2 separate regions of the Drosophila melanogaster genome follow, and region 1 is linked to region 2. The links are chromatin contacts, called in public Hi-C maps. All regions are on one chromosome and are shown on one strand. The core of a region is the stretch at or near the end of the contact, and the rest is flanking DNA. Distances in the headings are between cores, read along the strand shown. Region 1 holds the start of bab2 (bric a brac 2). Region 2 overlaps bab2 (bric a brac 2).

Region 1 (2,700 bases), core at 37-2,536, 37 kb after region 2:
GAAGATTCGCACATCTCCAAAGTCGACACATCAAAGCTGATTTTATGATTATTCAAGATTTTCATTTATTTATTACCAAAGCCTGGCCTTAAATAAATTCAAAATTATGTTTTAGAATGAGTTTCAGTTTTTCGTGAATGTGGAAGCAAAAAACTAATTTTTTCCTTCATATACAATTATAACTGCTGACAAGTATCTGACTCGAAATCCTAAATACTTCAAACTCCCTGATTTCTTGCCTTTCCACACTCTTCTTTCCTGCTTCCTCGTAATATATTATTTTCGTTTAATTATTTATAGCAAGCGCAGCTGTTGGCAGCCAAAAAAATAAAACAGCAGGCAAGCTGGGCACTTTATTTATTTATTATTTCTGTATTTATTTATTTAATTCAGTCTCGAGGTTTTGTATCCTTAAAGTGGGCCCGCCCGCACACAAAAACGAACACAAATACACGTTGAGAAACGGGGGGGCGGTGTGCGGGCGCTCGGACACATTTATATATTGCATATTGTATTTATTTATTAACGCTTATTTATTATTTATGCAGCAAGTAATAAATTACAGTCTGGATTTTCTCGTGTTTCGCTCGGCTTTCGCTGTGTGCAAAATGTTTACAAACTGTTTTTGGCGCGTGCCACCCACTCGGAAAAGCGGGAGCTGTGGAAAGGCAGGAGCTGTAGGAAAAGTTGCTCCTTCGAGTGGGTTTTCTTCTTAATTTTCCTGGGCGCCCAAAAACGACCAAGCAACATTGCTTTTTACGACCTTTTCGCTGGGTGGCTTGTGTTATAAATTAATAAATTACAATTTCTTTGGTAGCGCCAAGGAAAATGCGCGGAAAATGTGCGAGGGGGTCTGGCGGGGATGGCATTTCCACTGGATAACTTATGTAGAATAGTACATGGTCGAGGTATAAAATCGATTTTCATTGCAGCCCAGTCATTTGTCATAAATAAAGCACCATAATTAATATAATAATCAACGCACACATACATTTTTCGTCTGGTATTCACTCGATGGGTTCACTTTTAGTTCACTTTCTTGTTTTATTAAATATTAACAGAATACTTGTGTTTATGTTCTGTTTGTTTTGTTCACTGCATGCAACACATGCTGTTCTGCTTGTCGTTGTTGCACGTCACTTGTTGTTGCTTTTGCTTTGCTGTCTTTGCTGCCGCTTCTGTCGTTGTTGTTGTTGTTGTGGGTATTATTGTTGTTGTTGCTGGCTTTCAGTGGCCGTAAAAACAAACGCTGCACTCCACTCACGCCGAAAGTCAGATACGAACTGAATCTCACAGATAAACGAACTGAATTTCAAAAAATTGAATGAAACTCGACGCCGCGCTGCCGACGTCAGCTGCGCTGCCCGCTCTCTCGCGGCGAATGAGAGCGCCGGCGTGGTGTTTTCCGGTTTTTGCGGCGAATTGGGAAATCGACAGAGCGGCGGTTTAAGAGCGAAAGTAAGTGTGCTCTTTGCTTTCTTTGTTTTGAATTTTCAGAGATCTTGCTTGAAAAAAAATTGAAAATTTCGAAATTTTTAGAAATGTTAGAAATTATAATTAAAATGAAATCGTGATTGTATAAGAGGAGAACATATTTTATTAATCTGGAATGCAATTGTTTTGTTATTTTTTTATACATTTTAGTACAGATTAATAGTTTTTTATTCGAATCATATTTCTCATCATAAAAAACATACATTTCACTACGATTTTTATATAATTGTCTAAGACCCAACGTTTCTTTTTTTTTTCGTTGTCACATAAATTTGCGAAAGTAGTTTTTACTATATCAACATACTTCATTTACAATTAAAAACGAATCATATTTATTATAATTAGTTTGAATACTTATTGAAATAAGTTCTCTTATTTATATAAATGCCATGCTTACCAATAAATCGCAAAAATCTTAACAAATCGCCAAAGCAGCATGCTAAGGTCGCGAAAAAATTGCAGCCTACACCTGCAACTTGAAGAGAATAGCAACAGCAACTTGCAACCTAGCTGCAGCAGCAACAACAACAGCAACAGCAGGGGCAAGAAAGAGAAACTGGCCAATGTCCAGTAAGAAAGTGTTTCAAAATAGTTGCCAACCCTCTTTCTTCTTCTTCTGCATCATCCTTAACCTCCTTGTTGTTGCTTTTGCTGCTTAGGCACAGAAACTATGGCAAAAAAGAGCAGAGAAAAAGTGGCGACAGCAACACACTCACAACTTGGCCACGCCCCTAAAAGTGCCGTAAGAGGGCGCGAGTGCGAGTGGGACAGCAAGCTGCTTGCTCCTACACACGCACACACAAGCCAGCATGAAGAAGGGGAGCAGAGCAACAACAAAAAAACGGCTGAAAGACGAGCGAAAACAAACGAAAAGCTTCGGCTGCACTCTCTTCTCTGCTTCCTCTTCCCCATGCTGCCCCGCGAAAACGAAAACTTGGAGGTGGCAACCGAAAAGAGCAAAAAAGAAAAGAGTACGAGGAAAAGCTGAAAGAAAAGGAGGCAAAGACGCAGCAAGTGCAGCTAGTGACGTCACGCGGTAGGCGGCGCCTATGGAAACGCATTTTTAATAGGAGTTGTTGTTGCTGCTATTGCAGCATCTATAGGCCGTTGTTATTGTTTTTTGCGCAGCCAATAACAACAACTAAAATAAATCCCCCTTTGTTTTGCGTTTGCCTGTGTGTGCGTGTGCCCGTGTGCGCTGTATTT
Region 2 (2,747 bases), core at 213-2,712:
CAACCACAGGCGAATTGCTGGCAAGGACGAAGCGAAGGCAGCTGCCGTGGCTGGAAGGAAGTTGTTTGTGGCTCGCATTCAAGGCTGTCCGAGAACGAGGACGAGAATGAGATGGAGACCCAGAACGAGGCGAGGCGAGTCGAGACGAGACTCGACCCTTTGGCTCTCCTGTTGCTCCTCTGTGGCCCCGCCCACTGGCCGACCACCAAGTGGGATTGTGTGGGTGTCTCACAAGATGAAAGCCACTTGCCATTCAGGACCAGTCGAGCGGCTGCCTTTCTCGTTGGCTCCGCCACACTGGCAGAAAAAGTGGTTCCTGAAGTGAATTGCACGGTATTACTTTTGATGGTATAGCTCCTACTCTAGCATTATGTATTCTAGAGTAGCTATTTGCTAGGACTGCTTGGATTAAATCAATTAAATCGCCTATTCAAACCTTCCTCGATTTTTTCGCAGTGTCGGCTTTGCTTGCTGCCCAAAAGGGTGGCCAGGAACAGAAACAGCAACGGCAACTGCTCCGGAATGACCTTGAGCATTACCACTGTAAAGTGTGGTAGCTTGTCCCCGCTGCGGACAGAGTTTGGGAGCCCTTCTCCGGCTTTGTCCTCTCCTGTTTATCTGCAGTCCGCTTTTAAGGATGCCCGGGATGCTCGGCATGTTTCCGTCGGAGTGAAGGAGCGGGAAGCGAGGACCAAGGACCAAAGTCATGAGTCCTGCGAGCAGACCGAGTTTTGCATCAAGTGCAAAGTGATGTGTTAAGCTGTTAAGTGCCAAAGTAATTGTTTTCTTTCACCGACAAAAGCAGCAACAACAATAGGCGGCCATGACGTCGCTTTCACTTGCCACTTGACCTTGAAAGCCGCCTGGGTGTGAGAGTGGTCACAGTGTGTGTGCATGTGTGTGTGTGTGTGTGTGTGAAGGGGATGAAGACAGCATTGTTGCGGAGTCGTTCGTTCGGCCCCAAGTTGCACTTGCTTCGAGGGGCATTAAGTGAATTATGTCTTCGGAATTGGGGCCATCAGTTGGCCGACGAGGAAGTGAGTTTCCCAGATGGATATGGGGTAAGGTCGATTTAAATGCCTCAATGTGCTGGCGAAGTCTTTCGAGCCATTGTTCCTTAACCGACCATATATGAAATAAATATGATGTGTAGGCATATTTCCCTATAACTCCAATCCATTCATTTCTCCCATAAATAAAACATCAAAAGTGATTGGTTGACATTTAGCTTTTCGATTCGTTTTTATTTTCTCTTTCTTTGTTTATTGTTGTATAATTTACGGTTTAACTAAACTCAAGAATGCCTCGCGCATCTCTAGGGTTAGGTAATAATAATAATCGTAATAATAGTTATAATAATAATAGTTTTCACCCACGCAGTTCGGACAATACATATGCACATATACACACATATGCGTATCTGACAGTCGAGTGTGTGTGCCATGTGGTGGTATGGTATTGTGTAATCTGTGTGACTTTGTGTCTGTGTGGTTGTTTACATAAAATTAGCACAAATTTAATGTGATGCTGCCTGCGTTGTTTGCCCATTCGTTCATTTACAATACGATTACCATAGAAGAAGTGCGGCGAAGGGCTTTTTGGGGGTAAGTCTAAGATTAAGTCGAAGCCTAAAGCTATGGAAATTTGTACATTATTTACAGTTACATTTGGAAATACCATTAATATAAGTTTATGTACGTGCGTGGTACGGTATGCACGTCTATCTGTATGGGTTTATGTATCTAAAGTATTGCGTATATATGTACATACATATGTATGTACTCGTATATATATATATGTATGTATAAAGTGGTGATTACCGGATTTGACAACATTCAGTGTTTTGTATTTGAGGGCTATTCTAGGGTTAAGCTACATTTAAGAAATGCACAAGTCTCTAATCGTAACTTTAATGTTTACGGTTACGTTGTTTATTGTTAATCGTAAGCCTATTTATTATTATTTTCGCGTGGCAAAAAAGGCAATCAACGCAACGAATTTTCTCGAAATAAATAAGACAAAGTACGAGATCCTATCCTTACAGGAAAGTTCCGAAGTATGTGTGTGGGTGTGTGTTTGTTGTGTTTTGGGGTGTGCTTTAATAATAGGTTAATACTTTATACCTTCCTCGATGATACACTCTAAAACTAGCCTAGGCATAAAAACCAGTTAGCAACTTCAACTAAGCACTAAACACTAAAAACGTTGGGGTTCAAGTAGCAGTCCAAATATGTTTGTTTGTTGGTAGGTCTTCTATTGTTTTCTTCCTTTGGGCTCAGGGTGGTTATCCAATTGGGGCCAAGAATCTTTGGGGCAAGTAATCATTGGACTTTTCGGGCTATTTCTTGGGGAAAATAAATCGCATATGCTTGGTATTGACGTGGTATATTGATGTCATTGGTGTGAATTTGTGTTTCATTTAATTCCACGTTTTTGCTATTTCTTGATAAGATATAACGTGTGTTTTACGTTATCAGTCACATTTTATATGAGCTGTGCGGCTTCCTACACACTTTTCCTATTTTAAAAGATTTATCATAAAAAAAAAAACCGTATGTGTAATGCTATGTATCTTGCTGCTCTAAGAAATATATGTCTTGCACATTATAAAATTGAAATTGCTAGACCTTCCAGTCCTAAAATCAAAACTACTTACTCTTATCCAAGATTACTTAGCACCCCTCGCATTTATTTGGTTACCTAATGATTGCCCCACCCCAGCGTGTGTCCCAATGCCACGCCCCTGC

Evidence for each region. A called contact is a pair of places that touch in the nucleus more often than the background predicts.
Region 1: a contact with region 2 is called in a Hi-C map of the Kc167 cell line, with 2.1 times the contacts expected there. A contact is called at or near these places in 9 of 107 Hi-C or Micro-C datasets (the D17-c3 cell line, the Kc167 cell line, the ML-DmBG3-c2 cell line and 3 more) and 2 of 7 datasets of targeted methods (both in the Kc167 cell line).

The regions. Positions count from the first base shown.
Region 1 is chr3L:1,175,990-1,178,689 of dm6, forward strand. bab2 (bric a brac 2) reads right to left here and starts at 1,287. Exons shown (of 5, transcript NM_079155.3): 1 at 992-1,287.
Region 2 is chr3L:1,139,214-1,141,960 of dm6, forward strand. bab2 (bric a brac 2) reads right to left here. Exons shown (of 5, transcript NM_079155.3): 5 at 1,216-2,747. Among named protein-coding and RNA genes, the nearest start is that of bab2, 37 kb to the right of the region's middle.